Linked DNA regions of Mustela erminea: region 1 is linked to region 2. The links are chromatin contacts, called in public Hi-C maps. All regions are on one chromosome and are shown on one strand. Each heading gives the region's core, a stretch centred on a gene start, on an enhancer-like site or on the middle of the called end of the contact. The rest is flanking DNA. Distances are from core to core; before and after follow the strand shown. Region 1 overlaps LOC116568006. Region 2 holds the start of TMEM201 (transmembrane protein 201).

The links. A called contact is a pair of places that touch in the nucleus more often than the background predicts.
Region 1: a Hi-C map of fibroblasts shows a contact between it and region 2, with 6 times the contacts expected there. The contact joins the enhancer-like site here to the promoter of TMEM201 in region 2. A contact is called at or near these places in 2 of 3 Hi-C or Micro-C datasets (fibroblasts and spleen).

The regions. Positions count from the first base shown.
Region 1 is chr10:103,455,618-103,460,956 of mMusErm1.Pri, forward strand. All of the region lies in intron 3 of LOC116568006, which reads right to left. Among named protein-coding and RNA genes, the nearest start is that of GPR157, 99 kb to the right of the region's middle. Within about 2 kb of position 2,819, the one cell type or tissue checked has open chromatin away from gene starts, as enhancers often do. A contact at or near this core is called in fibroblasts, where this site is marked.
Region 2 is chr10:103,211,551-103,217,607 of mMusErm1.Pri, forward strand. It overlaps TMEM201 (transmembrane protein 201), which reads right to left and starts at 3,883. Exons shown (of 13, transcript XM_032302001.1): 1 at 3,631-3,883. The coding sequence starts at 3,743.

The DNA of each region.
Region 1 (5,339 bases), core at 1,569-4,068, 240 kb after region 2:
GCCCCATCTAGGTCTCTTGCCGGCCGGGGATCAGCTCAGCCTTCCCGGCTGGAGACAAGACCCCGCACTCAGCCCTTGGTTGGGGGACCGGGAGGAGGAGGCTGTACAGGTCCCACCTCGGAGAGCTGATGCACTCTGGGCCCTCGACCGGAGCTAACCCAGCAACCCGTCCTTTCCTAGTTAGGTATCTCATGATGTTTTATGACCGACCTCTCTAGACTTCCGTAGCGGTACAGCTAAACACCACACTGACGAGTTTATGCAGCATCTGTTTGCACTTCCACTTTCACAGCGAACTACTAGCCTTTCAAATGTGCTCCCTGGGCTCTCAGCAACCAAAAACGTGTCTGTTTACCCGGCCTGCACCAGAGGGGAGAAAAGATGCAGAGACTTCCTGCAAAACACCCGAGAGCGGGGCAAGGGGTGTAGACAAAGACCATCCTAGGGAACGGACACACAAGCAGAAGCATAATTCATCGAGCCCCCCGCCCCGTCCACCTTCAGGTCACGCACAGACACAGCCCCTGGGGGTCCGCTTTGCAAACAGAAGCTCCCCAGGGAGGATGGTTCCCCAGAGAGATCACTCTCCCCAGCTCGCTAGGATTTCAGAAATGCCTCCTCCAGTCCTGTGCTGGCGACAGGGCTGGTGAGCTTGTGCCTCGCTTAGCAACGAGCCGTGGATGCCGCGCTCACACCTCACCCGGGCTGCCGACTGGGGGCCAGGGAGCACCGCCTCTGGAGAAGACATCTGCCACTGCAAGTCCCCAGAACGAAGGGACCCTCACTTCCACGGAGACACCACAGGGTGTGAGAGGGGCCCATGGCCCGCCAGCACCCCCCGCAGGCCCCCTAGCACCAGATGGAAGCTGGACAGAGCCGGTGGCTCGGGTGAGCTGCGGTGGGCAGAGGGCCGGCAGGGCCCACGGGGGAAGCCAGCCACACTTCCAACCAGGCGACACTCATTGCTGGAACAAACATTCCCAGAGCCTCTGAGCACCGGGTGGACCAACTGAGCCGCTCGCCCCTGTGATCCGGCCAGACGCCCCCTTGGGCTCCTGTTAGCGGCCGACGCTGGTGTGGCTGGAGGAGGGGACCCCGGAATGAAGCGAGCAGCCCCTCGAGTGTCCCCAGCACGGGCTGCAGCTGTGGGCCCAGCAGAGGGTGGCAGGAGGTCCCGGGGCGGGGGCTGGGGGTAGTACAAGCAGCGAGGCTGACGGCAGGGGACAGCGGGGTGACACTGGGTGGCAGCTGCCCTCTCACGGCCCTCGGCCCTCTGGGTTTGTCTTTCAAGGGGCGGGCGGCCGTGGATGGCACAGGCCGGCCACCATGGGCCTCTCCCTGGGCCTCGTGCGTTCTCGAACACGCCGCCAGGCAGCTTCTCTACAAGCAGCCTGAGGTCTGCAGGCTCCTGTCTCCTTAGGAGAAAAACCTAAAAAGATAAAACCGACACAGACTGAGTCTATGCTGCTTATGTGAGGCCGCATGTGTTTTTGTTGAAAATAAAATTTTTTTTGTCCCTGGAAAACTAAACAGCGGGAAACTACCCCTCAAGGGCCTATGGAAGCGTCCCCCCCTCCTTTCTCTGCCACACGGTCCCCAGCTCTCTGGACAAACGGGGAAGCGAGGGAGCGAGGCAGAGCAGCAGTGAGCTCTGGGCCCCGGGGACAGCAGGCCTGGTCCTCCGGGGGGATGACCCGGGGAGGGGGGCACTCTGGCCCGCCAGGCCCAGGGTGGGACTAGAGCTCTGTCTGCAGAGAAGCGAGTAGCAGCAGTGGCCAGCGCGACACGACTGTTGTGACTTGCGGTCAGCAGAGAACCGTGCTCCCAGAGCAAACTCGGAGTCTGGCTCACGACCACCTGGAAAGCCCCTCCCTTCTCTCCCCACAGCACATGGGAAGGGGCTCCCTCTAGAGATGCTAATACCAGCCCCCCAGGTCCGAGAGGACAGGCAGGCTCCCGCCCGCCCCTCGGGGAACCCTGGCCCGTGGCATCAGACAACTGCTGCTCTGGTGTCCAAGTCTCTACAAACAAGGACCCCCTCACGTTCCTCACTGGGCACATGAGAGAGTGGAGGCCACTGAGCACCGTGTGTCGTGCCGCCCTGGTCCTCGTCAACCGCTCGAGGAAGTGGGGGGGCAGAGCGGCACCCACGCTGGGGCCACAGCAGCCTCGCTGCAGCAGACGGGCCCGCAGCATGAACCTGGGAACAGCCCGGGCTCCCGCCCCTGCGTGCTCCCTCGTGGTCCCCGGGTGAGCTCGACACGCAGGCTCCCTTCTGCACCTCGGGGCCTCGGCTCACGGACAGCGTGCAGCTGGATCAGAGCAGCATTTTCCGAACTATGTATCAGCTCAGTCTAACAGGCTCTAAGCAGCTTTTCTCAAACACAAAAAATAGAAACTGGAAAGCGTCTCATGTCCTAAGGTAAGAATCCCTTCATGGAACTTGTGCGTGAGGCAGACTCGCACACGAATGTGATCACAGACGCCCGGGGTAAGGTGTACTTCCGGCCGTGGGTCATGGTCCGGAAAGGCGGAACACCACGAGTCTAGGTGACCCAGTACAGGACAAGGGAGCAAGCGGACGCAGGGGAACACTGGCAGGGTCTTCTGGTGGACTTTTCTGCTGTGATCTCAGAACACCACTTGGCCCCCCTGCCCTGGCCCCCGCCCCTGACCCATCCACGGATGAAGGCAGGACCCTCCACTCGGACGGGAGGTCCTGGGCTCAGGCCCACACGGAGTCACTATTAGTCAGCAGTGGTGACATCAAGGGCCTGCTGGCCTACGCTGTAGCGGTGTTACAACCACAGAGGATGAAGTTCCTGACGAACACATGGGGGCGTGTTCAAGGCCAAGGGCTCCTGGGCTGCTGGGAGGGGAGGGGAGGGCAGGGACGGTGCAAGAGCGCCCCCACGTGGCCACAGGCGGCACCGGGCCTGCAACCGTCCGTGTACCCTCAGGAGCACGAGCCCTGGAGGCAAAAGAAAACCGCTAAAACGCAGACCCCCAGACACAGAGACTTGCCGACCCGGCAGTGGGGAGAGCTTTGCCAAGGTCAGCTCTCCCGGTGTAAGGAGAACTGTCCTGTCGGAGGGTCGTGGGAGGCCACGGGGCTTTGAACACGAGAGCCTTTCCCACGGAGAACCCCCAGCTCAGGCCCCGGAATTCTTTTCAATCCATAGCCTTGAAGAAAGTATAAACAATCAAAAGCAGAGAAATACGTCTGCCAATGACGATGACGTATTTCCTCACCAAGGAAAGCCCTCAGGGTGACACCAACAACGGACACGAGGTGTGACTGTAAAACAAGAGAGCAGCCACCCGGGAAAAATCGGGCTCATTCCCTCCCAGTCCTGCCTTGGGAGCATGAGCATGTGGGCAGCTGAAATACCAACTAAATGTGTGAGAATATTTCTTAAAGGAATTTAGAGACACCCCACCCCTCGCCACCGTTACCGGCCGGCGCTAATGGAGAACAGAGCACCCACCTCCTCTCCACAGGGGCTTCCCGTCTGTCTCCCCAGGCGGTCAGTGTGTGGCGGTGCCAGGAGATGCAGCAGGAGGGGCCAGCAGACAGCAGGCAGACAGACTCCGTGCCCCTGAGAGGTAGTGTGAAGGGGGGGGCTGCAAACTGGTCAAGTCCCTGAGAAGCCCGTGGGCAGCCAGCGCCGCCTGGGAACCGCAGCCGCCCTGGGCGGAGGCCCAGCCCCTGTCTGGTCAGATCAGAGCCCCTGGGTGGTCCGGACGATTTCCCTCACATCTCTCCCCACAAACGACGCATCCCCATCACAGAAAGACTTAACCGGATCTTGCGTGGTAAAGCAAGAGAGTGCACTGAGAGTGGAAACGCCCACAGGAAGTCTCCTGAGGTGTAAAGGACCCTCTGGAGAGAGGGACCCCTGGAATGGCCGAGTCAGCGACGCCCGCTGCGCATCACGAAGGGGTTGGCCAGAGAATGGAGAGTGGGCAGGGGGCCTCCCCCACACAGAGAAGTTCACCTACGGACAAAGGGAGCTCCAAACACCACTTGCAAGAAACTTCCCACTGTTTGCTGCTGTATCACTGCTACCGCCCTTCATCTGTCTGCGGGACAGCAGGAAGACAGAGGGGAAGGGAACCCAGAGAGACAGAGCAGGAGGAAGCAGCCACAGAGAGGCCAGGACAGTAGGCTAAATGCCAGAGGCTTGGGAAGAAAGGGAGGGATAGAAGAAATGGCCAACTCGAGGTCTCCAGACGGTTTCTAGCACCTGCTTGGCATGGGCACTGTACCTGATGGACACCTGTGCCCCCGTCTCACTACTATCCAGTCTTCTTTTCCCCAGGAGCCAGTTCAAGGATCACCTCCTCCAGGAAGCCTTCCCTGATTAACCTTAGCTGTTGCATTACTGTTGAAGTTAGGCGCTTCCACACCATCTTATTTTGTGCTGGCTGGTGTTATCGTGTAACTGCTGCTGGTATGTTCTTAGCGTGGCTATTCCTCTCCTGACTTGGACTGGAAGCTTCTCAAGAGCAGAGCCTCCATTTCTTCCCTGTGTCTGTGTCTACCCACCACAACTGGATAGAGACTGTCAAAGGGATTGGGATAAGGCCCGGTCCTTTCCTCTCTGGGGACTTAACCCTGAGGCATCAGATTCCAGAGGGCCAGGGCAGGTGGCAGGACTAAGGAAGGGGACAGGACGGGGGAAGCAAGGGTGGGAGTGAGCAAAGGCCAGAGGCACCATCATCCCAGGAAAGCCTCATAGTCCATATACCAAACCAGCTGGCCAGAACTAGGCAGGACCCCCGAAATGGGCCACTTCTTAGGCTGATGGCCCACACGGCTCACCAGCAAGGTGATCTCCCGCTTCATCCTGCCCATGACCAGGATGGCCACCTTGCGGGCACGGTTGATGAGCGGCAGGCTGAGGCTCATGCGCTGGTGCGGCTTGGAGGGGCTCCTGGTCAGCACCACTGGCTGTGGGCCCTCCAGGCCGGCGGGCGACTGCGGGAACAGGGAGGCCGTGTGCCCATCCGTGCCCATGCCCAGCAGCACCAGGTCGAAGCTGCTGTTGGTCACCAGGGCCGAGATCTCACTGGCATACATCTGGGCGCCCTGGTCCTCCTCGGCACAGAGGCGCTGGTGCAGGTGCACCGGCATGGGGTGGACGTTGTAGTAGGGGACCCTCACGTGCTGCAGCAGGTGCGCCTGCAGCCCCTGGAAGTTCGACTCCGGGTCGCGAAGCGGGACGCAGCGCTCATCCACCAGCCACAGGTGCGTGTGGGCCCAGGGGAAGCCGTAGTGCCGGGTGGCCAGCTGCTGGAACAGGGGCACGGGGCTGGAGCCGCCTGACAGCGCCAGG
Region 2 (6,057 bases), core at 2,633-5,132:
ACACAAGGATGAGCTCCATCCCTATCCAAGCGGGCTTAGCGTCTGTGGAAGACCTGTGTCCATGTTTCCACCGGGCCCCAAGAAGTGCCCAGCCTCCCCCGAGAGGCAGACTGCTTCTGACCCCAACTGCGGGCGGGCTGCGTGAACCCTGGAAGACGGTCTCCAGGACAGGGAGGCCGGTTCCCTTAGAAGCCAGGAGGGCAGTCCCTGGCAGGGCCCCGAGAGACAGCGTGGGACAGCCTCCCAGGTGAGCGGGCCTCGCTCGAGCTCCAGGCAGTTCCTCACTTGCTCTTCTTTGCCCCAAGTAGGCAACACATGCTGCCCTAGCCAGGAGAGTCCGAGCAGGTGCCCCTGGGGCCGCCGCACCAGCGACACCAAGAAGCAGCTTGGTGCCTCCAGGCCTCCGCCCGGCCTCGAGGCCATCCTGCCGGCACCAAGCCGGGAAGCCCCCAGACCCACCTCTCTGGGGACAGACATGGCCTGGGGATGGCGGACCGCCCACCTTCGCCCCAGCACCTCCTGCGTTCACGGAGCACATGCCAGGTTCGAGGGAGAGACGAGCAAGGCTCTCCACTTCTGACCCGGACACGAGGAGGAGAACAGAGAAGTCCACAGGGCAGCTGGTGACAGATGTCACTGGAGAGGCCAACCAGCAGAACATTTGCCGTTACCCTAAAGAATGGGTCTGCTGGTCAGCAGGGCACAATGAGCAGATGGCATTCAGACAGGCGGGGCGGCGGGGCCAAGGGGGGGAGGGCTGGCCCCTGGGCTGGTGTGCGGTGGCAGGAGAGTGCGGCCGGAGGCGGGCGGGAGACCGGGACTCTGGACGCCAGGATGAGGCTCTGCTGCCCAACCTGGGAGGCTGGTGTTCTCCGTCTCTAAACCCCAGAAAGTACACATGCCAGTAAAAACCCAGGGTGCCACGGGCGGTGACATGGGAGGCCCTGCGCAGGGCTATGCTAGCAGAAGGTAAGATCCTGGACACAATACTGAGCAGCAGAGTCTGGAGACCGGAGTCGAGGGGCAGGAGCAGGCAGCCATCAGGAGCCCGGAGGCCGGGCAAGCTGGCCCCGCAAAGTGCAACTCATGCTCCCAGCCCGGGCAGACAGTGGTGGCCTCCTGCACGCGTTCAGCGAGGACCCAGTGTGGGGCTTGGTTAGGACCCGAAGGGCTGGAGTGGATCTGCTGTTCAACAGAGGCCAGAGGAGGGCACGAGCCCAAGCTCTCCAGGCCCCAGTTCCCTCACCTGGAGAATGGGCTTCCAGAGGTGGTGTGCCCGAACCACCACATGCTGTTAGCACCGAGTTACCAACGATCCGGGCAGGACTACGGAGGCTCTGGGAGGGCTGCAGCACTTCCGAGAAGCGGCCCCTTCCCCAGGCTCCTGAGCCAATTTCCACCACCTGACCCTCCCAAGTCGCTTTCCAGAAACAACTCTCCTCATTCAAAACCCACAGAGCGAAAGCCCACGATCCTTGCTGTCACAGCGATCTTCCTGCGAGAGGGAGAAGGACTCAGTCTCTGTAGGGCTGTCTTGCTTCTGGAGAGGGACAGTGGCCACTTTACGATGCCCAGACAAAAGCCCGTGCTTTCTGACAATCTCAGAGCATCCTGGAAGAGGTCTGGTCCTTCTTAGGCCAACCAGGAAAGAGGTCCCCAGCCACACCATGACTCTGTGGTGTCTTGCTGCTGGAGTGAAAAGGCCTTCCAGGTACCCTCCGGGCTGCCCTTGAACCAGCGAACCCCACACAGCACTGAGTCTCCAGATTCCTATCTCCGGCAGAGGGGAAGTTGCAGCCAGCAGCCCAGGAGGAGAGAACAGGACCCCCGAGAAAAGCCACAGCTAAAGACACAGGAGTGTGAGGCAGTAGTGAGCGAAGCAAGCCCAAATTCTTCAGCCACACTCAACACAACTGAAGCCTGACTGAGGCTCTGATCCTTGGCGTGCCACCCCCCACGCCAGGGCATCCGGGAGGCAAGCCGGGCCCTGAGCTCCCCTCTGCTGTCCACATGCCCTGGGAATCAGAGCAGACTGCCACATGGCCCTGCACTTCGGTTCCCGCATGTACAAAATGACCACCTTAAACCAGCTGGTCCTGGAAGCCCCTCCAGCTTCCAGAAATTGGGCAGGAACCAGAACAGGGGGAGGCCTGCAGTGTCAGGGAGCCCCGGAACCGGAGCCCCATCGATCCCCTGCTTATCCTCCCCTGGGAAGCCACCCCCTCCTCAGCCTGCCCATCTGGCTCACCCTGCAGACACAGCTGATGTCCCTCCTACCCTTCCTCCTCCAGGAAACCTGTGACTCAGTCACCCTCCTGTCTTTCTCCCTTGGGTGAGAAGCAGCACATGGTGGCGGTTAAGGAAGAACCACCAGACCGCCCAGGTTCAAATCCCAGCTCTGCCACTTGCGGCCACGTGACCGCAAGCCCAGTTCCTTTTCTTCTTCTACCTGGCACCTGAGCTTTGCAGGTCCTTTGCTGCAATGACAAACCCACCCACTCTGTCCCCAGGCTGTGTTCACGACCCTGTCTTTTCCCCCTGTTCTCTGAGAGGCCGGATCAGATGTGGAAACAGCTGGGCTGCCCCTGAGGCCCTGCGGAACTAGAGACCACTCCCCCTTTCTCCCTCACCACGGAGGGCCCTCAGAACACCGGGGTCAGCATGATCTCTGAGCCCTGCCAGGCCTGGGACAGCCACTGACCCAGCTCAGCAGCAGCAGCGGCGGGGGCAGCAGGACCGGCTGGTTTAAGAATATTAGGGTTCCTCCGAGCCTGGGTGAGTTAAGCGTCTGCCTTCAGCTCAGGTCATGATCCCAGGGTCCTGGGTCCGAGTCCCCGCATCAGGCCCTCTGGTCGGCAAGGAGCCTGCTTCCCGCCCCCAGCCCCTCTCTGTCTGCCTCTCTGACTACTTGTGATCTCTGTCAAATAAAGAAATAAAATCTTAAAAAAAAAAAAAAAGAATATTAGGCTTCCCTGCTCTTGGACGTAGTGTAGCCCAGGGGTTAGCAATGCGGGCTCCAGGACTAGGCGGCTTCAGTCCACACGGTGGTTCTTCTAATTAATGACAATTTACTCAGCTCTTTTGTCCCTGGGCTTCCTTCTCCAGGGGCTGCCGGGGTCGTGACTCTGATTGGGCCCCTGTGAAATCAGAACAACGCCCCAGCCGGCGGACGCCGACCAGAAAGTGCCGGCTAGTGTCAGTCCATCGCCGCGTGTGCCCGCCCAGTCGGGCTGAAGGCGGGCGAGAGCGCAGTCCCCATCTCCGCGGTACTCTCCCGCAGGGTGTGGGGGCCGGGGTGGGCGTGGGGCGGCCCCGCAGATCCCGCGGCTCGGCTGGCGCGCGTCTCCGTGGGGGAGGAAGTTTGTAACCCACGCGCTGGCCGTCCTCGCCCGCCCCGCATTCCTGGGATCCCCGAACCCACCCCCCCGGCCGCTTCCCCAGCACGAAGATTCCCAGCCCAGCCCCCAGCGGGACGCGGGCGTGCGGAGCGGGTCCCGGCGCGTGGGCGCATAGGCCGGGCCCCCACCGCCACGCCGCGGCCTCGCGGGCAGGGAGGCGCCGCGCGGTCCCGGAGCGGCCGGGGCGGGCAGAGAGCGGCGGGCCGAGGCCGCGTGGGCCGCGCGCACTCACCTCCGCGCGATCCGGTAGAGCAGCACGCCGGCCGCGGCGCACGCCGTGACCCCCAGGCCGCCGGCCAGGCCCGCCGTGGGGCAGCGGGCCAGCAGCGCGCTCACTCCCTCCATGGTTCCCCGCGCGGGCGGCGGGCGGCGGACGGCGGGCGGCGGGCCACGGGGCTGGGGGCCCAGGGCCGCAGGCGGGACGCGGGACGGCGGCGCGCGCCTCCTCGCGCCGTGACCTTCGCCGCTTTGTAGCCGGCGCGGGCCCGCCCCCTGACTCGGCGCGCTCCCGCCGCGCAGCCAATCGGGGCTCGGGGCGAGCCCGGGGGGCGGGGCGCCGGCGGAAGCGGCGGCACCGGGCCGCGCGCGCCCTCGCGCGGCGGGAGGTGGGAGGCGGCGCGGCGCCGGGTCCCCCGCCCTCCACCGCGCCCGCCGCCGGCTGCGAAGTCCGGCTGCCTTAGCGCCTCGGGACGCTGGGGGTGAGAAGTCTCGCGCTAGTCCGCTCTGCCCAGCGCTGGCCAAGCCCGGCTCGAGCTCGAACAGCTGTTTTTCTGCAAGTTGCAGCGCTTTTAAGCTACTCCATTCAACAAAAAATTAGTTACTGGAAACAGGAACGTCCGTCCAGAGGGGCGAGGTCGAATGCATCTCAGTACAGCTCTACCTCCGAACTTTGGAAAGCAAGGCGGGGGCTACGGGTGCTGGCCTGGCGGGAGGACACGGCTCAAATAAAGGGAACGTGCACATTGATTTTGGGAATAACGAAGTTTGAATGAAGACACTGCTAGCACGTGTGTGCTTGCCCAAGTCGAGGGCTGTCAACGCTGAGCTGCGGTTCCACAGGGGCGTGGATTCAGGGAAGATTCACTTTGTGCCAGTTTCATTCATGGCTTGAGCTAAATTACTTTCATAACTAAAAAGAAGAAAACAAAAAACCCAGCTGGTTGTAAATATTCGTATCCGTACATGACACGTGTTTTGGTGTCCACGCTTTTCCAGTGTTTCTGAGGTCAGGATTGGAGTTCTGCCTGTGGTGGACGGTGCCAGCGTGGGGTTCTTTGGCAGCAAATGTTACCGTTGTTTCCTGTTAACAATTCATAGTCCCCGGCCTTCCTAGGAGCTGCAGAGAGGGCAACGAGCAGGGCACAGCACCCAGGCGCTGGCGAGAGGGGCTGCTATTTCTTCCACATGGGTCAGAGCCAAGGCCTTTCTTTGGCCAAGCAGGGGCTCTCCGACAAATGAACAAATAGCAGTGAAACCTCCCTTAGAATGTGGGGCATGGTTCTTTATGTACCATTTTCTTTCCAAGGAAGATTCAGAGTCTGTGATATGTCCCACTCACAGGGCGGACAAAGAGCGGCCCAACCACCGTGTCCTGGGTGTTACCAGTACAATCGCACCTTCACCAGTGGTAGTGCCTGTGGGCTCATCACCCTTGAGTGAATGCAACAGTTTGCTGGACCTTGGCTTTGGTCAGACCATTCCACAGGCTCAGATGCCCCCTCTAACTTACGTTCATCTACCCAAGCGCTGCAAACCCACGACCAGCCACTTTACAACTTACCATCCCTCTCAGACCTCAAGCAAGTCATTAAACCTCTGGCCTCTCTTATTTGTAAAATGTGGATCATGGTAACACCTGCCTCATGAGGTTGTGGCAGAAATAACCGACATGAGAAAATACAGAACATCTTACACAGAGCTTGGCACCCAGTGGTAAGCAATGAGGGCTTTTCCAAGTCTTATATATATGGGGACTTAAAAATAATGAAATCCCAATGACTGAGCTTATGCACAAGAGAAACAGGGTGGCTGGGTGATGGACACTGGGGAGGGTATGTGCTATGGTGAGTGCTGTGAACTGTGTAAGACTGACACATGGGTGCCTGGGTGGCTCAGTGGGTTAAGCCGCTGCCTTCAGCTCGGGTCATGATCTCAGGGTCCTGGGATCGAGTCCCGCATCGGGCTCCCTGCTCGGCGGGGAAGCCTGCTTTCCTTCCTCTCTCTCTGCCTGCCTCTCTGCCTACTTGTGATTTCTCTCTGTCAAATAAATAAATAAAATCTTTAAAAAAAAAAAAAAAAAAAAAAAAAAAAAGACTGACACAGACCTGTACCCCTGAAACAAGTAATACATTGTATGTTAATAATAATAATAAAAAGAAAATCATGGGTCCTCGCCATGGACAGCTCAAACAGTGACAATTCCCATTTGAAATATGAGATGCCCCTTTAGAATTTCCTACTTTTCTTCCAACTTTTGGCACTCCCCCTTCTCATTTCAATGTCCTGGTACAGGAAAAGCAATCGGAGAGCAAAACGATCCTAGGTCAGCATCAAATTTATTAATTCAAGAATGCAGAAATGAAAATTATTTTCCAATAATTCTCACTCCAAATTCGAGAATATTAAGCAACCTAATTTTTAAACCTTCAGATCTTGAGGA